4 separate regions of the Mus musculus genome follow, and regions 1, 2 and 3 are each linked to region 4. A link is a contact called in public promoter capture Hi-C data. All regions are on one chromosome and are shown on one strand. The core of a region is the stretch at or near the end of the contact, and the rest is flanking DNA. Distances in the headings are between cores, read along the strand shown.

Region 1 (6,280 bases), core at 962-3,461, 1.4 Mb after region 4:
AAGAGGCTCTGGCTTGCTCTTTTCTGGGACCCAGTGTACACTCTATGGTAGTGGCTGTCCTGGTCAAGAGCCCCCAGTCCCTGGAGGAACACCTCTCCATTTTGCCAGAGGCTGAGATCTCCTCTGATTTGTCAGAGATTGGCTCTCTGGAGAAGATCACAATGCATCTGACTTGTACCAGAGGCTGCAGCCAGATAGATCACCCTATTAGATCTTCCCAACGGACCATTCTATAAAGAAACTAATGACTTCTAGGACCTCCCCGAGGGCATTGCCTCTTCAGTGGCAAGGCGAGGTCAGAGAAGCCCTCTTATTCTATAATCTCTGCCTTTCTCCCAGGGAAAACCAAGGACTTCTAAAGCCTAAAAGGACTGTAGTGGTCTGAGTCTAACCTCCTTGTGTGTTTTAAACAGCACTAGAGACAGCAAATTACTTGCTTGAGGCAGAAAGTAATGGGCAGGGGGCGGGGCAGGGGCCGTGTGTGAGACTGAAGTGAGAGAGCTTGTCTCTAGGCTTGGAAGTGTGTGCTTCAGGCTCTACAAGCCACAGGAAGGATGTGAAACTCTATCTGCTGCGACCCCTGTAACCCATGGCAAGGGTTGAGGGGTTTCTTGAGTCCTTAATATTCAATTTCAGGGCAGCTAGAAAAAAAGTCTCTCAAGAGCCATTTTTAATCCCACAATGCTAGAGTTTAAAAAGCAAACACAAACAGAAAAGAAAATAAATCAGCTGTTATCATCAAATTAATATTAAGCATGGAATTGTCCAGGGTATAATCTGCTAAGACTGCTAATACTATTCAATGTTTTCAAACATGCATGACAGTGTTCACCCAAAATCCATTCCACCTCTCAATTAAAGAAGCATGCTACAAAATAAACAATTGCTGGTTTCTGAGGCTTATAGAAACTAAGTTCTTAGTCGGTGTCTGAAATGCAGCTGGAAATCCTTATTGCGACGCAGAGGCATTTGCAAGCTTGCCTCCCCAACCCCACTCCAGAATCCAAGTTCAATAACAACTGCAGCACACTGCAGTAAGTTCTCCAGGCACAAACTGCTTGCTGGCTTAGGGTGAATTTGTGTCTGGTGAATTTGAATCTGTATACTCTACACATTTCAGGTTAATAACACCCAAGTTTTAATAGTAACACGTGCCTTTCAAGATAACGAAGTGTGCAGTGATGGCGATATTTTATTAAATCAGGCATCTGCAACAGTTCTTTTCTTTTCTTTTCTTTTCTTTTTTTTTTTTTTTTTTTTTTTTGGTTTTTTTTTTCGAGACAGGGTTTCTCTGTATAGCCCTGGCTGTCCTGGAACTCACTTTGTAGACCAGGCTGGCCTCGAACTCAGAAATCTACCTGCCTCTGCCTCCTGACTGCTGGGATTAAAGGCGTGCACCATCACGCCTGGCTTGCAACAGTTCTTAAGAGGAAAACTTAAAGTTTGCACGCTGTGGCCACTCAATTGTGCTATTGATAAATCTTATCTTTGAGCATTCTATGGAAATGTTGCAGATTCAGCTGTAACTTATGATGTTATTACTTTTTCCCAACTTATTTTCAATTGGTTCAAGCAAGAAACAAAAATATATCCTTCACAGCTCTTCACACATTGATTTGTTCATCCTTTCTCCTTATCAATTGCAAATGGCTTAGATATGTGCTATAAAGAAAATTCAGATACTCCGCTCAAAGAAATTTGAATATCTTGATTTAAAAGAAACCCTTTCATTGTTCACGTTATATTTAATATTGTTTAAAATGAATGTTTGAAATATCGCCATCCTGGCTGGAGAGAAATGAGAAGTAAATGTATTTTTGTGCCTTGGTTCTAATTACAGGAGAGTGTTTTCCTCTACTTCATTACCAGACCCCTCAAGGTCCCAGGACTGCACTGCACTGCTTGCTGATTTGACACAAAAGAAATCCCATCAATGTCTTCACTTAGCCCCGTGTGTTGTCCTGCGCACATTATAGTTTTCCTGGCGAACCCAGCCACACAAACCAAGCCTGGTCCAGAAAGACCACTGCTAAGCATCATCTTGGTGAAGCAAAGGAACTGCGAAGGACATTTTTGTTAGCATCTCCAAGGAGATCCACTTACCTTCCTAAGGAGATTCAACAAGTTTGCCAGTGTTCACCTGGAGAGAGGTTGGGGAACTTCGAGGATGAGAAAGAACCGCCATTCGCCATCCTAGCCAGGTCCCATCTCTCTGAAGAACTCAGACGCCCAGGGGGAGGGGCGGAGCAGCGCAGGGAAACCCCCAGGATAAACTTTGGCCTGGGACCAGACCAAAGCTCCTGGGATAGTATCCAGAGAGCTCAAGGAGCCTAAAAGGCTCTAGGGAAAGGCCAAGAGTAAAACGGAGAATTCATGTCACGGAGACTAGTGGTGACCCTGAGAAGGGAAATCCCACCCATGCCAAGAGCCCAGGCAGTCTCCCCCGTGCCCTCACCTGTTCCTGGGCAAGGACAGATTCCCAACCCTGTTGAAAGCAGAAGCCAAGCGGAGCCTGAGCAACAGGTTCTGTCTGGTTCGCGGGCTCTGCTCTACCAGGTGACCTAGGTGCGACTGGCTAGCCACTTCCCTCTGCAGCGGGGCTGACGCCGGCGGGCTCTGCACTCTCCGCTCTTGCTGCACTCTCAGAACTGCACTGGTCGGTCAGCTGCTGGTTAGTCACAGCGCAGCTACTCTCAGCCTGCTTAGGGGCGGCTGGGTAGCTTGTGAATTCAGAATCTCTGCGCTGCAAAAGAAGGGAAGCTGCTCTGATTACTGCCTCCTGGGAAGGCTTGCCTTGTTTAATCCTCTAGGTGTCTGTTTCTTTTTGCTGCAAAAAGACAACTGGTGATAATCTTAGTAGGTTCTTTAAGAACTAAACGGATAGCCACCCTTAAGTATGCCAGAATGGTCGTGGTACATATTAATCATTCGTTGATTTTTGTTAAGTTCTCATAACAGCGAGAATTCCATTTTAGATTACAAATGAATCCTCACCTCCACTGCTCTCTTTGTCCTCGTAGCTTGAAAGACCTCACTGAGGTTCTGGAAGTGTGGATTCTCATAGCCACCAATAGGGACAAGGAGAGCCCTGCGGTGACGCTAACACAATTTCTTCGAAGTTGCAAATGACTAAGAGAAGTCACGCTTAAAATAGGATGTATTAATTCAGAGATTCACAGGGTGAATGAAAAAGTTAAAGACTCTTTCAAGGAGTGGCAAGGGTACGATCAAGGGGATCAAGGGGATCAAGGATGCGAGTCTGGTCCGGGTAAGACACTAACAGCTATGAGAAGCCATAGGGAATTCTCCATCCACAAAGCACCACGGCTTTTGTGCAAGATCATGGGGGTGGCGTTTCAATCACACTAGAGGCTGCCAGTAAAGGAATACTTGGTTGGGGAGTAATAGTCTTCTCTCTCTCTCTCTCTCTCTCTCTCTCTCTCTCTCTCTCTCTCTCTCTCTCTCCAGTCCTCCCTTCCTCCCTCCCTCTTTGCCCCCCCATCGCTCTCTCTTTGCATGCCCTGTGTGTATTTCTGTGTATGTGTGTGTGTGTGTATTTCTGTGTGTGTGTTTCTCTTTCTCTCTCTCTCTCTCTCTCTCTCTCTCTCTCTCTCTCTCTCTCTCTCTCTCTGTGTGTGTGTGTGTGTGTGTGTGTGTGTGTGTTTACATCCCAATTGTGAGTAAATTGAGAGTCCAGGTAGAAATAAGTAAGACTTTACAAGTTCAAGATCAGGGTCTGAGAGAATTTAAAAGCTTTTGGAGGAACTGGCAGCTATACCAGGACTAAAAGGCAGATAGATAGCTGAGAGGAGGCAGGTCTCTGGAGAGTTAACATCGAAAAGGAATGAAACTGGGAGAGATGATTTGTCAGTCTGAGCATGCTGAGATATAAAAGCTGATAAACTGGAAGAAAAGGTGGGCCATTCCACACAAATCCCTGTACTGCCAAAAACTGAAGCTCCCCCAAAGTGAACCGCACCAACAACCAGGTTTTGATAAGACTGTGAGCAATGTTTAGCTTCCAGGAATTTCATTTCAAACTGTAAAAACTGTCCACCATACATAATAATCAGATCAGCAGTGAGTCAGCTTGTGTATTTTATACAGCAACGCAGTACAAGATGTGCCCCAGGAACCCCCACTGGAAACCATAGAGCATGTCGGAGAAGCAGGCGGGTCTGTGATGGAAACATCCCTGGCTGTGCCATCCTATGCACCCCACTGGCCACTTTAGCCACTTTGCCTCCCCATCTCCAGGGCTTCCAGCTTTGCTTCTAGCCTCTCCCCTTGTCCCTCAGTAAGCGCAGTCTATTCTGTGGTTCATGGTTCCTTACCTCACTCCCTTGTCGAATATTCACCTGCTCCAGCCAACAGTTTGACCCTCTAAGGAACGATCCTGTGGGGATGATCGCTTAGCTCGATTGTTGATAAATGCAATGGGCATTTTTCACGTCAGGCTTTCTTAGCCAGTTTGATTTTCACTCTGAATCTCTGAAAACTCCATTTCTATCCTTTGGCTTTTTTTTTTTTCCTGTTTCCTTCATGACCTTTTTGTAATCCAAAAGCTCCTTTACAGCCCGGTGGGGTGCCAGGCTTGCTTCTCTCTCTCCTAATTCTATACTAACTTTCTGACCATTCTCATCGTATCAGTAGCCTCCAGTAAGCATATGAAAGCATGCCCAGATCTCACCACCGTACCTCTCTGTAAAGGACATCTACTCTGCACAAGGGTCTCTTTCTTGACATGGCCAATGTCTAGCTCAACATCACCCCAAATTCAGCACATGTAAACACCAGCTCGCAGCCCTCACAAAGCTCATTCAGCAGCTCTTTCATGATCTTACTATCTGCTCTGCTCAGTGCTAGGTTAATTATGGTGAGACCTAAGACACCAAATGAGAGCATAATGTAGGCTCTACAACCGGCACTAACAATGGAAGAGAAAGAAGCAGGACAAGGAGGAACTCAGTCTTTGACAGCTTCTCTGGTTCTGCCTGGACCTTCCACTTTCAGGGGGGAAGCCCAGTGTTTAGAAATGGTGCCCATGTCTATTTAATAAAGACATTTTGATCAATAAGGGACTATAAGCCATCTGAGTACAATGGAACTGAAAATGTCACATTGTTTGATTTCTCTTCCATTGTGACAACACAGTATATTACTGATAGGCCTGTGGTAGAGCTGGTATAAATAAATCCACTGTGCGGCCAGTCTCTTAAATAGTGCACACAATTACATATAGCACAAGAAATTGGCAAAATGGACACTTATGTTCCTGGTTTATGTATTAACTATCATATCATATTGCTTTTTACTAGAGTTTATTTCTTCTACTTTTTAAAAAGTATAGTGTAAAACTCTCCAATGCTTCAGTGACAATTGTCTCATTTATCTCAGGTTTATGTCGTCTCTTGAGTGGATCAAGGGACATGACACAGACTAACCTAGACTATTTAAATTTATTTCTGTGAACTCTAAGGTAGTCCCACAATGGTAAAATTACCTAGCAATGCTGTTTTCCAAATCTATTTGAATGACAAACATCTATCTGTATTCCTCATATAAGTGGAAAGTCAATAAAGTTTGGTACAAAAGCAAAATGGGTTATTAATAGATATTAAAATAGAGATGTTGTAAATTTCCTGAAGCATTTGTCCATATTACATTTTAAGTTTTCTTATATTACAGTGATGGTACTTCAATTTGGGGAGCATTTCCTAAGTCATATATGAACTTATGTAATGAGGCCCAGAAGAAAAGAGAGAAGATTGTAACCCACATAGGGATTCTTTGACAGATGGAGGAAAGAGCAATGGAAGGGAAGAGCAGAAAGAACCATAACCATAATTGTGGTAATTTCTTATCCAGTGTCATTCTTTTAACTCAAGTTTGATGGTTGTTTATAAATAATAATTATTATTATTTTAGTGTCTATTCATTTTAACCTGTTAGGATCCTTTACTTTCATGAGCTTCAGTTTTTTAAGTGTAACAAAGTATTCAGTTCATATTTTACTATGTTTAGCAAATCATCTTCTTTTATTTTTCCATCCACCAATTTGTAGTCTCTCTGTGTGGGAATAGTTTAGTTAGTGATGTTCACTCACTGCCATTGGGAAAGGATTTGATGGAGAGGGTGGTAGCCATAGACTAGAAGACTCGTCCTCTATTCTTTAGTAGTATTTTCCCCACTTCAGTTACGTTGAGACATGGTCTTTGTGTCTAACTCTCAAGTCTAAGCTGGCCTTGAATTCAAGATCCCCTGCCTCTGTCTCCTGAGT
Region 2 (6,432 bases), core at 3,134-5,633, 1.8 Mb before region 4:
AAGCTTGCCCATTTCTCTAGGCAATATTTTATACACAAAAAGAGTCACCTCTTCATGGGTCTTCCTAAGACAGCCTTAGGTAGCCGGCAGCTCCTGGCCTGCAAAGGCCAGAAGTGGTTTACACACTGCCCCCGAAAGCAGGTTCTTGGGAAAAGCATGAAGGCACGAAAGTTAGTTTATTCCAATAGTATCTCCATGCTGGAACTTTCCCTGAAGTACAGAACCATAGAACATTATGATGGATACTTCCCCATAACTGGGGTTCAGCAAGAATCAAGGAGAACACAAGGAACAGACAATGTACAGCACCTGCCCCTCAAGCTACAATAAGGCCCGTGTCACAATAATCACAGCACAGATAATCAAAATCTTTCCGAAGGGGTCCACGGTGATTGTAATTGCCATGGCGGTTTTATCAGCGTACATCGGGCACGACTCATGGATGGTATAAGGCAGGTGGCGGCAGTTTATTCAAAGGGAATTTTGTCTCCATGATGTTAGATCTTAAAAGGTCAGCAGAGCCTCATGATGCACACCTGCCACCCCAGTGCTCAGCCACAGAAACAGGAGTATTGTCAATTCAAGGGCAGCTGGGCTACATGTGACATTCCAGGCCAGTCTGGGCTATGTAGGGATACCCTTGACTCAAAAAGCAAGCAAGAAAACTAGCAACATAAACTTACTGTACAAGGACTTCGAGAATTCCAGGAACACATGAGCAAATAACACCATGTGATATATATATATATATATAAACAGAATGAAATTCTCTGGGCATGGTGGTACACACCATGTAACCCTAGCATTTGGAAGGTGGAGGCAGGAAGATCAGGATTCAAGGTCATCCTTGACTATGTAGTGAGTTTGAGGTCAGCCTGGGCCACACAAGACTGTGTCTCAGAACAAAACAAAGCAAAGGGAGTGGAATACATTTGTAGAAATAAACCTTCAAAACATACTAAGTAAGCCGGACACATACAAGCAGACACTGGGGGCCAGAGAGATGGCTCACCAGGTAAGAGTACTTACTGCTTTTCCACACTTTCCAAGCTTAGTTACCAGCACCTATATGGTGGCTCACAACCACCTGTAATCTAGTTTGAGGGGATACAACTCCATTTTCTGGCCCCAAGGGCACCAGGCACGAATGTTGTACATATATGTTCATGCAAGAAAAACTCTCGTACAAATAACATAAACCTTTTTTAAAAAGCTCTATTTGCTTATACATATGAGCAGTGCCTACAGCAGATAAGACCATAGACACAGAAACTAGAACAATGATTGCTGGGGTTGGAGAAACTAGAATATAATAAGCACCAAGTTCCAGCTGGGGAAGAACGAAGTTTCAGAGAGGACTGGTTATAACAAAACAAAAACCAAATACAATAAACAAACAAACAAAAAACCAGCAAAAGAGTGTGTGAGCTAATGCCACTTATAATAAAAATGCCAAAAATGGGCCCCTGGGCCAGTGAGACAGCATAATGGGTAAATGTACTTGTAGCCAAATCTGACCGACTGGCTTTAATATCTGGGACACATATGGTGGAAGGCAGGAGCCAAGGCCTGCAAGGTGCCCTCTGACCACAACATGTGCTCTACACAAATAAACAAACAAATAAATGTAATTTTCAAAAGGTTTAAATAATCATTGTATGTATATTTTAACATACGTTTAAATGATAGTGTTGTTGGAGTTGTGATATATATATGATATACATATATGTATATGTATGGGATATATATGGGATATGTGGCATACATATTTAAAATACTGTTCTAAGCAACTGTGTTACATTAAAATGTATATAAAACAACCATATATATACATATATATACACATACATACCATATGTAGGTGTGTATTTTGCAGCATTTGCATAGCATTTATGATTGGAGTATGATTCCTAGAACAACAGGGGAAAAATGCTCAGTAGCATGGCTGGAGAGATGACTCAGTGGTTTAAGAGCACTGGCTGTTCTTGTAATGAAATGTGATTGGAATCACAACTGCCTGTGACTCCAGTCCCAGGGAATACAACACCTCCTTGGTGCAAAGACATACACACACACACACTATATATATATATATATGACACCCACACACAACACATTTAAAAATTTTAAAACAAAGAAACAAAAAACCAAGATGATATATTATTCATCACTCATCACTTAAGCCTGGTGCCTATCAACGTCTGTGCAATAATGAATGGCTGCTTAAGGAATCCTGGACCCCTTCCTTCCTCTTTAAGCTCTTTGTTCTATAAGGCAAGGAGGTGTTGTTTTTATACAGTTCTTGCCCTGCAAGTATGAAGACTGGAGTTTGGGTCCTCAGCACCCACATATTCAAAAGCTTGGGGAGACAGAGACAGGAGGCTCTCTGGGTCTTGCTGGTGGGTCAGTCTAGCCAACTGTGAGCTCCAGGCTCAGTAAGAGACCCTATCTCAGGAACTAAGGTGGAACCCGCAGTATGGCTCAGCTGGGAAAGGGACTCACCTAGCAAGCTTGACTCCCTGTGTTTGGTCCCAGAACCTATGTAAAAAGGCAGAGGGAAAGCTCTCTCCGAGGAAGATACCCCACACTGACCTCTGAGCTCCACTTGCACCCCTACTATAGTTAATGCTCTCTAGAGGAACAGAGTGAATGCATATTTAGGCTTTACTACTTCACCTTTCACAGTAAGGTCTGTATCCCTCTGAAGAGGCTGAAAACCCAGGACCTAGTTAGTGTATAAGGCTGGGTGCCTTAGCAATCCTAGGCTGGTACAGGAGGTGTGGGGAGCCCCTGGTCTTCAGTCCACATGGGAAGGCTAAAGAAACTGGGTTCTGATGGTAACAAAGGATGGTAGGGACAACCACAAACTCACCTTTGGAAGGTTTCCCTTCCACCCCTCCTAACTGGGCTAGGACCCACATTTAGGCTGAGGCTTCCTAAGTCACATAGCCCGATCAAGAGAAGAAAAAACTTTATTCAGGGTACAAACACACACAAAATGAGACAGCAATAAGAGTCACGTGTTAGGTAATTAAAATGTTTTATGCCAAAAGAACACACTTATGTTTTGATAGAAATGAAAAGGTTTAAAGGAAACTAATTGGAACTTGTTTTCAGTCTAGTCACAGAGGCTAGCCATTTATCGTCCTGCTTAGTGATTATAATTTCCTGTTTATGTACTTGACGCTATAGTCCTAGTTGTTTCCAAGGCAGTAAGCGGTATGACAAAAGTCTTCAATGGTACTTCATAAAAGGTTACAATTTGTAACTGCATTACATAAAAGTGTTTGATATTTATAGTCAATTTATACACTGTATATGTGTTGTACTACTTAACCTTGATAGTTAACAGAATCCAACATCACAAAGCAAAAGTTGATCTATACACTTCTGTAAGAGCATAGTCTAAGAGGCAGAAGGATTCCAAGTTTGTGGCCACCCTAGGCTACGTAGGGAGTCTCTGTCTTCAAAACAATAACAAACGCTACAGGTTGTATCTCTCATCTTCCGCCTCTTTGGAACTCTTTCTTTGGGATGCTAATTTGAACAGCACGCTGGAGTCTGAGTGTATAGTCGTTATAACGACAGAGTAACCGAAGCACAGAAGAGGAAACAGCTCTCCGAAGGCAGAAAGGTCAGTTATCCGAAGAACTCTGAACCTGAAAAAACAGTCCGGACGGAAGTGCAACTTAAAAGCACAGGCTAAGCACAGGCGAGCTGCAAAATGCAAGTTATTCTGTTAGCTTGAACAGGCAGGGGTGGGGTGGGTTAGGGGGAGTAGACTGCACATGTGAATAAGGATGTCAGCCTGCCCCTCTCTCTGAGCGCTGGTAACAGAGAGGATCTGTGCCATTTGGTAGCTGGGAGGATCTTTGTGGGGTCTTTGTGAGGACGACAGGAGAGTGAGGCTAGATAAGGAGCCGGGTTGCAGGGCAGTAGTAAGCGAAGAAATGTGGCTTGTTGGGCCTCCCTGGTTGCCTTGGCGACGGGGTAGGGGAGCGGGGAGCACGTAGCAGTCCGGGGGCGTGGTCTTACAGGCTGCCTGCCCCGCCCCCTCACGGGCAGCGCTCTCTCAGGCCCCGCCCCTCTTCTTCTGCCTCAGCCTCCCCTCTCCCCTCTCCCCTCTCCGGTCCAGCCCTCCTCCTCACGCCCCGCCTTTTCTCGTACCTCAGCCTTCCGGCTTCTCTCACGCCCCGCCCTCCTTACGCCCCGCCCTTCCCTCACACCCCGCCCCCTTTCTCCCTAAGTTCCTCGCCGCCAACCGTCAGACCGGGCTTGCGCTCCGCAGAAGCAGGGAGCTCGAGGCCTCGAGGTGGCCGGTCGGGTGCCGTGGTAAGGTAGCTGCGCGGGGTCGCGGTCTCGGGTGCAGTGAGAGCCGACAGGGTCTCGCAGGTGCGGCCGCGGCCCCCGCGGACATGCGGCCGGTCTCTTAGGGCTAGGTGTTGTTAGCAGGTATGCGGACGGAGTGCGCCTCGGGGTACAGGGAAGGGTCGTTCTCCTTGAGGACCTGGATCGACTCCTGTTCCTTCTGGAACTTTCCATGGCCTTATGGTCACACGTGGAAGCAGCCCAATCACTTTGTACAGCTGTTTTCCACTTTGTACACTGTCCCTGTTCTCCAGGGGCAGTGGCGGGAAACCTGGGTCTTCGTGACTGCAGAGTCACTTGCAGAATTCTTTGAGTCCAACAGGACTGCTCCCTGCTCACTTTTGTTCCGGCCTGGCTCCTGGGAATCTCTGGAAGAGATGGGAAACTGTGGGGACAGACAGTGGAGTCTCGGGCTGTCACCAGTATTTCGTCCCACATGAGACTGTGTGACTGTAGCCTCTTGATAATCCACTTCAGGTCCTAGACTTTCCACCTCAGCAACAGCCTCCTTTCCCACAACACTTGCAGAAGTCCCCAATTGAGCGGTCCTAGGCATTGCTCCTGTTAAATGTCAGGTTGGCTTTAAGGTCACGGGAATGCAGAAAACAAGTAAGTGGTGTGGGCTGTTCCTCGGTGTGTTTTGGCTGATAACTACATAAGAAAAAAAGGTCCAGAGTGTTGAATCTTCCCAGAGGGTGAGTTAGACAGGGCTGCTAATGTGTGTATACCTATGGTCTATGGGAGTGGGAAAGTTGAGGCAGAGATCTGAAATGCCAACCTCTGTGCCACGTTTTTCATTTTTTTAAAGATGTATTTTTATTTTATGTTAATTTAGTATTTTGCCTGCCTGTGTGTAAGGGCACCATGTGGGTGCCTGATGCCTGTGGTGGCTAGAAGGGGTTGTGGGATTCCCTGGAACTGGACTTACAGAAGGTTTTGAGCAGCCATGCAGGTGCTGGGACCTGGACACTGGCAGCAAGTGCTCTAAGGCCTAGCCATCATTCCAGTCCCATATTTTAAATTTTAATACAGTTATCTATTCATTTTAGTTGAGTGTGAACTACATTTAGAGGCTGTTTACCCTCTAAATGTAGTTGTTAAAGATTTATTTGATGTATCTACAAGGCCTTTGCTTGCTGTTTTAGTTTCGGGGGTGACTCTGTTCTTCTGTATTAGAGTGATCCACTTTAAAACTCTAGAATCTAAAGCTGGTGTGGTGGTGCACACCTTGAATTCTAGCACTCAGGAGGCAGAGGCAGGCAGATCTCTGTGAGGTCTCCATAGAGAGCTCCAGGCCAGCCAGGGCTATGTAGAGAGACCCTGACTTAAAATACAAAAACAAACAAACCTATAGCATCCATTTAAAAGGGCCTTTTTCGAAACCACCTATCCCCAGAGGGCATGGGGTTAACTGTATGGCCTTACAAGCCAAATACTGGCCACCTAAAAAGTTAGCTCTTAATCTCTGGAGCCTGGAAGTGTCTTTGAGAAAGGTTTTGCATATGTGACTTAAATCAAGAATTTGTTTTTAAATTTTGGATTTATTTTTGTGTATGAGTGTTTTGCCTGCATGTATGTATGTATGTATGCCATGTTAGTGTTTGTTGCTCACAGAGGTCAGAAAAGGGCATCAGATTTCCTGGAACTGTAGTTACTGATGGTGGTATATATACTATCATGTGGGTGCTGGGAACCAAACCCAGATCCTCTGCAAGAGCAATGCGTGCTCTTAACTATGGAATCATCTCTAGCCTCAATGCCAACATCTTGGAAGGGAGGGATCATCTTAAATTATGTTTGTCCTCAATGTAAACTCTCGGATCATAGAGAAGCAGAAGGAGGTGGGGAAGAAGATAAGACTACAAAGGCAGAGACTAATGTGGCTAAATCTAGGACATATGTAGAGATGATAAGTACAATGAAATGCATTAAAATTTATCCAGGACAACTTAAACAGATCCATCCTCCTTTGCATTTGCCTGTAACTAGAGTTAGCCATAAAAAGTGTCTTTTGTGAATTTTCTGTAGGAAATCATGGGATGTTGGAAATTTTAGAGATGTACT
Region 3 (6,228 bases), core at 3,143-5,642, 1.4 Mb before region 4:
TGGGATTTTTCCCTTTTCTTTCTCTCCAGTCTATACCGCACTTCCTCTGCAAGCTAGAATGAAACTTGCCAAAAGTAGAGTCTGGAAAGCAAATGTCTTACAAAGCCTGAACCCAAATGGCTTATCTCTAGCCATCTTGCCTAAGGACCCAGGCTGATCGCGGAAAAGTCTTTTACCCTAGAAAGATATTTCCGCTGTTACGGGAGGAAGGAGCCCTTGCAGGTGGTAGGGAACCTAGACTCTGGGTTCAGGGGTTCAGACCTGGAGGCTTTGGCCAACCTCAACACTAGCTCCTACCCAATGGGCCTGCCTCTCGGTCATCTTAGCCGCCCTCAAGGGATATTCCTGAGCCCTGTGGCCTCCACACCATGAGCTAGGCTTCTGGAGACATTGCTCCCTCCCACCCTTGCCAAACCTCCTACGAAAGCGGCACACGGGGCTCCTGGCATCCCAAGGGTTGCCGAGTCTCCACTCTGCTTCCTAGGGAAAATGGCTTCCTCGGGCCAGGAGGCAGAGGGATAGTGGGGACAGAGAGGAGAGCCCCAGGGCACATATTACCTTTCTTCCCTAAAGTGCTTCTTTTCTTCAGCAGATCAGTGCAGGCAGCCCCAGCAGCTACACGCGTAGAGTGAGCGTTGAGCTCCGGGTGGAGGAAAGTTCTGGAAGCAAACTGGCTGGGCATGCGCACTGTGCATAGCCCAACTAGAAGAGGTCATAGAATCTATGGCTCAAGATTTCAATCCTTGGCTTAAGCCAAATCTGCCCATCTGGGCTCTAGTCCCTGTTTGTCACTTGCGAACATTTATACTATTTACTGTACCAGGCTTCAAGAACATTCTTCCAGGATAGGTCTTAGGTTTCATCATGTTCAAACATGGGTCTTTATAAACCGTCCTCTAAATAGAAGGAGAGAATAGAGTATCCCAGACAAGCTAACATTGTTTACTATATCCGATCTATGAAGATGAGCCTTGAGGTGTCGTGAGCACCGACAGCAGAGAGGACAAAGGGAGGGCTTTCCTAAAGCTGGGATGCTGAAGAGAGTAAAATTATAACGCTACAGCGTAAGCATGCAGGGTGGTCACATTACAGGCACGAAAGAGACACGAGAGGTGAATCAGAAAATGGGAAGAAAGAATGATGCAAGCGGCTGAGAAAGTAACAGCCCACGCTGAGCCTTCACTTTAAGAAGTCTCCATCAGCTCTGCTGGATAGAAGAGCCACTGACTGGCTCGGTGTTACTTGCATCAGGGCGTATGCTCATTTTATGGACATTTGGACGATTTCACACATGCACATCCTGAATTTTAGGCAAGTTCCACTATCCATTACCCTCTCTCATCCCTCACTCCTGCTGGAACCAGTCTTCTTCCCAGAAATCCCCCTCCTACTCGGAACTCTTGTTTTCTTTTTTGCCACATAAACATTTAATTAAGGGTGAAGCCTCGGGAGCCCCTCCCCTAGGTATGATGAAATGATGACCGATGCTCTGAGCAGGTAAAACGGTTGCAGTGCAATGGGCCATCTAGTCCAGAAAACTATATCAGTACTCTTCCCCAAGTTCTGGCTCCTTCTAGCCCCTCCTCTGGGATGTTCCCTGAACTTGGGGATAGAGGCGACATAGGGGTACTGGTGAGGATCAGAACACTCTGCCGTCAGTAATTCGCCACCCTTTGGCTAGTTCCAAGCCTCTGTTTGACCACTACCCACTGGCAGTATGTTCTTGCTATTAATCTTTAACAACCACTTGTGAAACTGGGAGTTAGAGTCTTGAGTGAGAGATCCAAGGCTGGCAAAACTGGTACCTAACCCAGGTCAAGCCTAGCCTCGGTCACAGTCATTACCAGGACTAAAGTGGTGAATAAACTTACAAAAGTCACCAGAGGTCTTGTTTTTCAAAATGATTTCTCTAATATTTTACTTATCTGTTATTAATCTATATAGAAACTATATGTATTGTATAACATAAAAGGCAAATAGAAGGTATCTCTTTATTCTAAAACATACATTCCTTAAGGATGTGGGGAGATTATGCTCCAAGGAAAGCCATCAGTCTTGGAAGGCTAAAAAGCAACAACAACAACAAAAACAATGAAAACCTCTTAAACATTAGTGGGGTGGGGGCTGGGGAGATGGCTCAGTGGGTAAGACTGACTGCCTTTCAGAAGGTCATGAGTTCAAACCCCAGCAACCACATGGTGGCTCACAACCACCCGTAATGAGATCTGACGCCCATTTTTGGTGCGTCTGAACTTATATATAATAATAAGGAGCCAGCAGGGACTGAGGGAGCAGGGCCAACCACCGGAACAAGCAGGGTTGACCAGAGCAAGCAGAGGTCCTAAAAATTCAATTCCCAGCAACTACATGAAGGTTCACAACCATCTGTACAGCTACAGTGTACTCACATACATAAAAACAAAACAAAACAACGACAGTGGGGCACAGGATGCAGATCTACAATTCCAATATTCATAAGGCCAAGGCAGGAGAATGACCTGCTCAAAGTCAGCCTGCTATACATAGTGAGACCTTGACCTTATCTTTTAAAAAAATCTGTATTACAATGATTAATGCCCAATTAAGGTTCAACCTCACCCTAAAAAGTCTATTTCTTAGCACATATTATAATAATATAGAGTATATAGTATATCTATTACAACAATATATTATATATTATGAATATTCCATTTCTCTCTTTAGGGAGAAATTCACTTTTGTGTTTTAGTTAGGTTCCATATGATTTTCCTTCTGATTTTGGTTTATTTATTTCAAACTTTAGTTAGGTTCCATATGGTTTTCCATAGGGAAGGAGAATACATAATGAAAAAGTTGGTAAAGATTGTTTAGATGTCTTTTACCTTGACTTGGGAAATAGTTTTAGTTTTTATTTTCCCAAGATTAAGGTACACCTTGGGTTGTAGCACTGCCTGCTAACTGAAGACTCTCGAGAACTGCCTACAACTCCATCAAACCAGCTGGTTCTCGGAGAGGAAGAATAAATGGGAAGAAAGCTAGACAGAACAGAGAGGAGCGAAAACGTAATTTACATCATAGTTGTACATTTTTTCCAGACACATTTAAAAGGAAGATGTGTGAGCTGTTTCGCTGAAACTCTGGTCCAGCCGTCTCTAGAGGAGATAAGAAAGAATAGAAAGTCTGCGTGGAGATGGTCAAAGTCTAGACATGTGTAGCCAATTACAGAACAATACCATATCTTAGCTATTAACTTTCCCTTCTATTAATGAGTGCACTCAATGATTTTGTGAAATAAAGCCAAAGAATTCTAGTAATTTTTGCCAGTCCTACCTTAATTAATGACTGTGTGAAGTAGAGCAAAAGAATTTTTTTTAATACTTTGTCTTATTTAATATTTTGCCAGTCTTATCCAGCATTTGGCCAGCCCCGTTGCAATACTTTCATTATGTCCTACTAAGGTACTATTATCTAGTCGTGACATATCAAAGGACTATATATATATATATATATATATATATATATATATATATATAGCACCAATACGTACATTCACTTTTGTTTTTATTTGCTCCTTTTTCTCAGATCCTGTTTTGAAAGGGTGGTTGTTGGCTTTGTTCCTCCATCCTGTTGTTTTGTGTACGTGGATCTTTCCTCCAGTTTGCATCCTGTCCCAGAAGGCAAATTGGGCATTCTCTGAGGAAGCTTGATATCACTTCTCTTGCTGTCATGCTAACTTGTTTTAATTCCAACAGCTACAAGAATTTGGACCAACCAGAGCATCTTTCACAACTACTCTATTTTAAAAAAAAAAATCTTTGCTGTTGAATGCCACTTTCTATCCGTAGCTTCTTTAAAGTCCTTAGAAAATGCTCGTGAACATGTGCTTTCTCACTTCACAGTCCTACCGTGAGTGACACAGACATCTCGTGAAACATCTGGAAAAGGTAGCAGGGAACGGGACAGCAGTAGCTTATGCAACTAATCTAGCAATTACAATGATAGGAAACTGTAGCCACGGTGAGACGAAATGGATTTACCCTCAACAAATTAAGAAGCTTTGACTTGTGAGGAAAGGCAGTTTGAGTCGCCATATAGTGTCATGTCCCACGTGGGAAGTACATCTCCAACCTTCATTGTACAACATTAATATAGTCATTGTATAATCTATTCCACATCCAGGTAGCAACTTTGCCTGGGGGTGGTTTCACATCCCTTACTATAAACTCCCCGTTTATGTGAAATGGAAGTAGAACATGCAGAAATTCCCTGGGATCTGAGAGTAGGGTTTTCCCCAGGACGATCAATTTGTGGTTAGTTTAGTTCTTCTAGGTCAGCTGAGGAGACCAGCCAATCAGAGACGGGAAGGAAAAGGGATTTCCTAAATAAATATGATCCCCAAGAACATGCTCTCTAAAGACATTCTCGGACTTCACTCCAACACAGTGACTCAATAGAACTCAGCTCTGCCATGAAGTCCGCTGTTCTTTTCCTCTTGGGCATCATCTTCCTGGAGCAGTGTGGAGTTCGAGGTGAGGAGTTTTACGTTAGTAAGTTCTGAGGACTGAATCACCGTAAAAGCCTTCTCAGGCCAGCAGATAAAGCTGAATGTCTTGCATGCAATAAAAAGTAATACTGTTTGGTCATCAAAGCAGTTAGATGCTGTGAGCAGTTATCCAAAGGTCGTAATCTATACCTGCCAAGTTAAATATGCCTTCTTGGCGTAGGTATTGTGAGTTCCCAATGAGGGTTCAAAGCATATTTAAATGTTTTAATAATGAAAAAACATTTCTCAGATGTAAAGGGGATTCTGGGTGCTTTACTTCGAATTTATCCTGTGAAATATTTCATCCGCAGCCCTGGCAACAGAGAGTGACATAAGAGATCCTTTTCTAAGTTGTCTCCTGCATCACTTTCCTCAACCGATGCTGTGCACTGATAAGAATGTCTGTGGTTAACCAACTGAGAATTCAGAAGTCAGAGAGATTGCCTTTGACCTCCTTATTCATGACTTTGCTTACTTCGGACAAAAAAAAAAAACCTTCCTAGAGAGCGTTTTCCACGTGTGTAAAGTAGGTGTGCCATAGTTACTGTGTGTTGGCAAAACCTGTGTAAATAGACACTGACCTGGGTAAGCAATAAGGGATGGAGACATAGGTTTAAAGAGACTTTTCAGAGCAGTGAGGATGAGAGGGAATAGGATTGAAATGGTAATCAATTGTTGTAAGTAGAGCTTTCTGTCCACACCTACATCAACTCCATGACCCCAGTAGCAAGAAGTAGATTGAGGAACTGCTTAAGAAACCGGTCCCCGTAGTACTGACAGGTTGCATATATGTGTGTCTAACAGTAGGGATTTAAGTATGATGGAGGTTTTCTCTTCTTCCAAGGTTGTGAAGTGATGTTGTTAAGAACTCTAAATGACCTAAAATGAAGTTCTTCCCCTGCTCCCTTTTGCTAAATGACTTTGCCCTTAACCTTGGCTTCCTGGTATACAGAATGGAAATACCACCTACCTTGAAAAGCAGTCACAGACACTCAGTCGCAGCAATAGTGACTGAGACAAGCCTCATTCGAAAGGATGTCATTCTAAGTAATGTGCATTATCTTCCGCCTAGGAACCCTAGTGATAAGGAATGCACGATGCTCCTGCATCAGCACCAGCCGAGGCACGATCCACTACAAATCCCTCAAAGACCTCAAACAGTTTGCCCCAAGCCCCAATTGCAACAAAACTGAAATCATGTAAGTAAATGCTCCCAACGCATGCATCCTACACTGGACTTAGTGGGATTCTCACCCTCAGCTTGCTTACTTGTTCATGTAGGCAGGAGGCCCCCCCATAAATCTGTCTACTCCTTTTCTTTCTTCCTCTTCAAAATAAGAAATTTCTTCTGGAAACTGAAAATGGAAGATGACATATCTTTAAATAATAAAATGTGCGGTTAATACCTTAGTCTGTTTAGTTTACACATTAGACTTTATCTTAAGTAAGGCATATAGGTACGTAGGTACCATCTGAGAGTGTAGGAACCTGGACATCTTCCCTACAGGGGAGGAGAAGTTGCCATTTGTAATTTGTTTTTTCCTTAACAGAATAACAACGACAGTTTCTCATGACAATTAATTTTCTCTAAAAATGCCATACTTGTCAGTTGTCTGGGGGTGCTAGGGTTGAACCTAGGATTTTGCACAGGCTATGCATGTACTCTCTCTCTACTTAACCCTAACCCTGAATCCTAAAAGCGGCAT
Region 4 (6,151 bases), core at 1,908-4,407:
ACTCTCTAAGTGGAAAAATTAATAGAATTGAGAAGATCATGTCTCTTGGTAGTCTCAAAGCTCAAAGTATCTCCTTTACCTTAGAAAGAAAATTTCCATTCAGTTTTATCTGAATAGATCAATTTAGTCTGGTACAAGTGATCTGACAGGGGGAAAGGGGGGGGGATGGAGTGGATTTTCTAACTAGGGAAGTTCAGGGAAATACACTCAAAACAATGAGGGGGTGGTAAAAGAACAGTACGGGTGTTTGAAACAGTATGGGGCCATTAGGAGTTGTACCAGACCATCAGGCAACCACTGACCTTCATGGTATACCTCAGCATATCAGCCAGGACGGGTCCCACTGAGTCACCTCTCTCTCTCTCTCTCTCTCTCTCTCTCTCTCTCTCTCTTCCTGCTCAGGTCTGGAGGGTATTCCCACAGCGTAGCTCTCCCTGCCTCATGTCAATCTTTACCTCTGCTCTGGAGTTTCCGTGTGTACCTGCCTGTCTGGGAAGCTTACATTAAAACTGACATGCTCAGAGAGCATTCAAACTTGGTGACATTAGAAAAGCACTGCATTTCGGGAAATTAAACCAACTCTCCCTGGAAGTTAGGAGAAACTCCTCATGGTGGTCCCTTACACTGACAAAGTGCTCCGTCTCTCATGTTTTCTAAGCTTTAATTTCATTGCACAGATTGACTTCTGAAGAAGGACCCTGCCACATTACTGCAGTTCCGAATCAACCTCAGTAGGAGGGAAAGCAAGACCTGTTTATAAACACACACACACACACACACACACACACACACACACACAAATAAATAAAAAGTTTAGGAAAAATAATTTAAATGAAAGCTTTAAAAACACTTTTTAAAAATTCCTCAGATTAGCAATGAACCTCAAGCTGTTCCTTGGGGGAAAGAATATGTTAGAGAGGGATTCTCTGACAGAAAAATCCTGCAGAGACTTTGAAAGGCATCAAGTGTGCCTTCTTGACAAAAACAAGGGAGACTCCAGCTAGTAGCTGTTGCTGCAGGAAACATGGTTTCTTAAGCATTCCTGACACCTTCAATACGATGGAAGAATAAAATATTGAGATATATAAAACAAACTTAAGCACGGGATTTTTTTTTTAACAGACGTTTTTATTTTTTGTTATTTGTAAAAATACATGAATAAATAAATGTGTCCACTTCAAGACACGAAAAGGCATGACAAAACAATTGCTAAGCAAGGCACTGTGCCTTACGAGGAAGACATAAAATGTCCAAGGGTTACTCACAACATTACATTGAAATCCAGCATCAAAAATGTTGTACATACAGTTTACAAACACTGAAACCTAAATAACAGCTGTTCTACTCTCCTCGGTGCTTACAAAAAAATGATGTGAACATGCACACTCCTTCCATGAAAGCCATCCGACTGCATCTATTTGTCCCCACCCCCACCCCTTATCCCCAGTCTCTTTCACTGTGTGGGTGGGATGTAGCTAGTTCCCAACTCACCCTCTCCCCAGAAACTAATGAATAAATAGGTTTAAAAATTTATCACCTTCCAACTATATAAGTTAAATAACTTTAATTGAACACATTAAACATTATTAAAATAAACTTTAACATATTAAAATGACCTTTTAAGATATTACAGTGAATTAGCGAATGCATATCTTTAAATATCAAAATAAACATAACAACATCTGGGCAATGGAATTAATAAATAAATAAATACATAGATAAATAAATAAGTGAACTCTCAGACAGCGAGGCACATCAGGTACGATCCAGGCTTCCCGGGTGCTGTTTGTTTTTTTCTTTCTCTTTGGTTCTTCCGTTGAGGGACAGCAGCCCAGGCTCCTCCTTTCCAGGTCAGTTAGCCTTGCCTCTGTGATGAGAAAATGGTTGCTGTTAGTGGGTATCTTAAAGGCGGGTTGCAGAGCCCCCTTCTTTTGACTTCATCCTGGACCTTGGTTTACTCTCCAAACGAAACCATCTCTAGCCTCCACAAGGGACCTGCTACCTATTGCTGGACTTTCCAGCAATAAACACTCTGGGCGCTTTGAAACTAGAATAGTAGAGCTGGCGTTACAATTGTACCAGCTTGAACCTTTCCAAATGATGTTAAGAGTAAAAATGTCAAGGCATGACTTCGCGTACGTTGTAAACAAGAACAATACCTATTGCTTTTTCACTGAACTCAGTCAGGATAAGAGCGAGAGCCTACACCTGAATTTCAAGCCTCTCACTGGAAACCCCAGCTCTTCTTCATCGGGAAGCCTTAGAGGCTCACCTTGACCAAAACCAAGAGTTAGACTTTACAGCCCACAGACATGGAAAGGGCAGGGGTAAAGTATTGAATCTTAATAGATAACAGGCTTTACACCAGCGCTAGTTGGTTCTATCTACTTAATTCTTAGGGACACACAGCGACCATCCATTAAGGAAGGACTTTTACGTGTGTAGATGAAAGGAGCTAGTCGTACCCTTCTATCAATTCAAACTGATGCTCACAGGACAAAGTTAACAATGAAAATAATAATTCAGGTTCCTGAACTGAAGTTAACCTTGATTTTCCCTGCTATAATTTTCAGAAATCGGGTGCCAGTCAGGTGTAAGCACAAATCGCGACTCACTTGTTCAGTATCTTTTGGATGATTTTCTGAACCAGGGGGGCTTCAGGGTCAAGGCAAACTTTTTGACCGCCCTTGAGAGTGGCTCTGCAGAGAGATGTGGGGATCATTATAAGGCACGAGGTTTCTTTAGGGTGAGCATGGGGCGGCAGGAGGGTCTGGGCAACTCTGGCCATGGCAGAGGCTATCCAGGGAGACACTCACATGACTTCTGTCTGGGCGCAGTGGGGTCCTGGGGGCGTCACACTCAAGCTCTGGATGTTCTTGAAGTCAACCCTTGGCAGGGTCTTCAGGCATTGACAGCGCAGTTCACTGGCCACAACAGCCCCTGTAGGAGAAGACACTGGGTCAGAAGGGCTGGGGATGGCTGCGCCCACCTGAGGCTTCCCCAGAAACATCAGCCTCGAATCCGAATCCCACCTGTAGCCTGGTGGTTGGTGGCCAGCAGCAGCAGCAGGACCAGTGCAGCACTGAGGAGCCGGCAGGTGGGAGGGGCCATGGCGCTAGGCTGAAGTGTGGCTGGAGTCTGGAGTGCCCGAGGAAGCTTGTTGGAGGCACTGAGGCGCAGTCTGGGGCTCTGAGGTCCCGAGAGCTCCTTTTATGCACGATGTCTGGAAAAGCCCGGGGACCAGGGAAATTCCCTGAGCTCAGGGTCCCCTCATCAGGAAGCACAGAGCCCCGCCCCTAAGCTGAGTGGGTTGGGGACACGCGCGCGTGAGCTGCCTGCCTCATTCTACTGCCCTGCCCTTCCACTATGGGACCCTGGGATGTCCTTCCCCAAATCCTCAAAAGGAAGGAAGTGATGTCTGCGCTGAAGTGACCACCTGCTAGAGGACAGTGGTTACTGAGCTATGTCATCAGTGGAGACCTAACAGTTTGGGGAACTTTAGTCATTAGGACTGAAGAAATTAAGGTGTGTGTGTGTTCAAGCGTGAACGCGCGGGGGATGGGGGATTGCTTCTCTATTAGTTACATACTCATAGATAGTACTAGATGAAGATTTATTTACGTCTGCGTAAGTACACCGTTGAAATTTAGTCATCTCAGGCTGTACACAAGAGTGCATTGTTCCTGCGGTGTACTGAGCACGAGTAAATCACATTTTGTGTCATATCCTTCTACCCGACTTGGGGCCGTGGGGGGGGGGGGGGGAGATGTGTCAAAAGCTTAATTCATGTTTAACCTAGGACAAAGTGTTGTAATCTCATATAACTTCCTCTGTGAAATTCTGGAACTTCCGAGGCTCTTCCAGTGTGCTGGTGAGCACCACATCAGCTGTAAGAGATTTTCATGAATTCAAGAAACAGAGACTTGGTGGTCTCTCGGCGGTCTCCAGCTGCAGGAGGCAAGGGCTCTCCTGGGGACAGTCTACTCGCCAGTCAGTGCTGACACCTAGAGGAGGTAGCGCCCTTCACATGTCCGCTTCACAACAAACGTGTACCTGTATCTGTGAAATATTTAGATGCCAGATTTCAATCTCTCTCTCTCTCTCTCTCTCTCTCTCTCTCTCTCTCTCTCTCTCTCTCTCTCTCTCTCTCTCCCTTTGTTATCGAGGCAAATCTAGCCCCCCCCACACACACACTGTATACATCCATTCTTGTCCCAGTGATTTGATTTCTCCACTAGAGGATCATATTGAGCTTTCACTGATTGTGACAAACTATTGTAGCCCTCAGTTCTAGCCTTTGTCTTTCACTAGCTCATTTTTCTCACCCTGGGTTTTATTTCTTGGTCATCTAGAACACAAGTTGTAGATAGTTGTGGGTCTGAGTGCAGCTCTCTGAGAGCCATGTGGTCGTTTTACAGAGAAGCGTGTGAGAGGCAGGAGGATATTCAAAGCTGCCAGAGAGGAAATGCTGTGCCACTAGATACTGGGACATAGACACCCACCTGTGACCAATGTGCTAGCTTCTTATCTTTGAAATGCACCCAAATAACTGTCTCAAAATGTTCAGATGAATAAATGTTAATGTTTCTAAAAACTCACTGTATAAATGCTAAGGTAAAAAAAAAAAAACACAAAAACAAAATTTGTTTTTGCCTCCATATTACTAAAACAAGACTCACCTAAGAGTTAAAGCCACACACTCACACACACAAACACAAATAATTCTTGAAAAGCAAAACAATTTCCTATTCGTTTTTGCCCCCCACCCCCACCCCTTAGGAGATAATTTGGAGCAGGGATTGATGGCAAACACATTTAACCCTAGCCCTCGGCAGATAGAGGCGCCCAGATCTCTGTGAGCTCCAGGCGATGGGGGCTGTATAACGAAACTCTGTCTCAGGGGGAAAAAAGAATTTAGATGAGTCTCTTACCTAATTTAATTGGTTTATCAACTAAAACTACAAAATCTGAATGAACATACTCATCTCAATTACTAGTAAAATTTATAAAGAATTAGATGTTTCCTGAGATAAGTGATTCTTAGGTTTAGGAGAATTGTGGGGTTTTATTTATTTATTTATTTATTTATTTAATGTTTGTATCTCATGGCTCAACTTTGGCTTTCCTAATGTTTAAAATCGGTGAAGTGGCAGAACATCTGGGTGTTGTACTCCCAGTAAGACTTTACATTTGTAGAATGAACGTGGTGTATTTAACACATATGTATGCTTTGTCCTCCCCCCCCCCCCCGCCCTCCCAAATTAATATACATCCTCTTCAGAACTGAAGCCGGTGGAAATTGGAGCTTCTAAGAGGCATTTTATTCATGGACATTTTATTCATGGGTTTTAACTGCCTAGATAAGGCTCACAGACTTCTGTGGATTTAATGTGACCACTTTATCAGGTTTTTAACTGAAATATTTGCCTTCAGTATTATCAGGATGCTGGTCAGCCCATTAGTATCTTTATGATAGTAGAAAACAGAAACTATCTGCTGTAGGGATTTCCAGGTGCAATCTGATATGTTGACATAAGGAAATACTCAGAGAGAATAGAATAAAGTACCGGGTTCCTACAGCAGTCTCTGAAGCATACAATGTTTCAAAAAGTAATTACTAAATATATACCAGTAAAGACAGAGTAAAGCAACAGTTGCTTACAAAATGGAATACTAGCATTTTTTTTCCTTCTAACACAATATCCATCTTCATAGCCAGTCCCTAACAACCTTTGACTTGCTGTTTTTGAAGCTTTAAAGAGAAATAACATTATACTAAAATAATTCAATTTTTTCTGGAAGTGTTAAGTACCAGCTCCAGCCAATTACATTTGGTATGAATAAAATGACAAATTCTATGCCCAAACTTTAAAGTCATACTATCAATTTGAAAGGAATGGAACCACCACGAAACATTCACTTATCATCCTTTGATGTTTTACACATGCGAGATCTTTTAAGTCCAGAGCTGTGCTCATCCTGAGCGTAGATGACGCTGCAGGGATGGTCTGGTGGTGGATGCTGTTTTTCCTACTTGCTACCAGGAATCAAGATGTCTGCCAGCCCTCTTTCAGTTAGTGCTTCCTGAATTACGAATCAATCTAGCTGAGGGAACAATAGTGACATCATTATGATGCGTTAAATCCCTCGA

What was found. Promoter capture Hi-C pulls out the DNA fragments that hold promoters and counts their contacts.
Region 1: a promoter capture Hi-C map of hippocampal neurons shows a contact between it and region 4, with 3 times the contacts expected there. The contact joins the promoter of Npffr2 here to the promoter of Cxcl2 in region 4.
Region 2: a contact with region 4 is called in a promoter capture Hi-C map of pre-B cells, with 7 times the contacts expected there. The contact joins the promoter of Ccdc158 here to the promoter of Cxcl2 in region 4. A contact is called at or near these places in 1 of 39 promoter capture datasets (pre-B cells) and 1 of 9 other capture datasets (liver).
Region 3: a promoter capture Hi-C map of the C10 cell line shows a contact between it and region 4, with 4 times the contacts expected there. The contact joins the promoter of Cxcl9 here to the promoter of Cxcl2 in region 4. A contact is called at or near these places in 2 of 39 promoter capture datasets (the 3T3-L1 cell line and the C10 cell line) and 1 of 9 other capture datasets (macrophages).

Annotation. Positions count from the first base shown.
Region 1 is chr5:89,523,360-89,529,639 of GRCm38.p6, reverse strand. Npffr2 (neuropeptide FF receptor 2) reads right to left here and starts at 2,211. Exons shown (of 4, transcript NM_133192.3): 1 at 2,104-2,211.
Region 2 is chr5:92,673,078-92,679,509 of GRCm38.p6, reverse strand. Ccdc158 (coiled-coil domain containing 158) reads left to right here and starts at 4,383. Exons shown (of 25, transcript NM_001360018.1): 1 at 4,383-4,452.
Region 3 is chr5:92,326,243-92,332,470 of GRCm38.p6, reverse strand. It overlaps Cxcl9 (chemokine (C-X-C motif) ligand 9), which reads left to right and starts at 4,392. Exons shown (of 4, transcript NM_008599.4): 1 at 4,392-4,508; 2 at 5,595-5,721. The coding sequence starts at 4,448. It also overlaps a transcript of Art3 not described here.
Region 4 is chr5:90,900,905-90,907,055 of GRCm38.p6, reverse strand. It overlaps Cxcl2 (chemokine (C-X-C motif) ligand 2), which reads right to left and starts at 3,157. Exons shown (of 4, transcript NM_009140.2): 1 at 3,033-3,157; 2 at 2,817-2,940; 3 at 2,616-2,699; 4 at 1,118-1,867. The coding sequence starts at 3,111. The coding sequence ends at 1,852.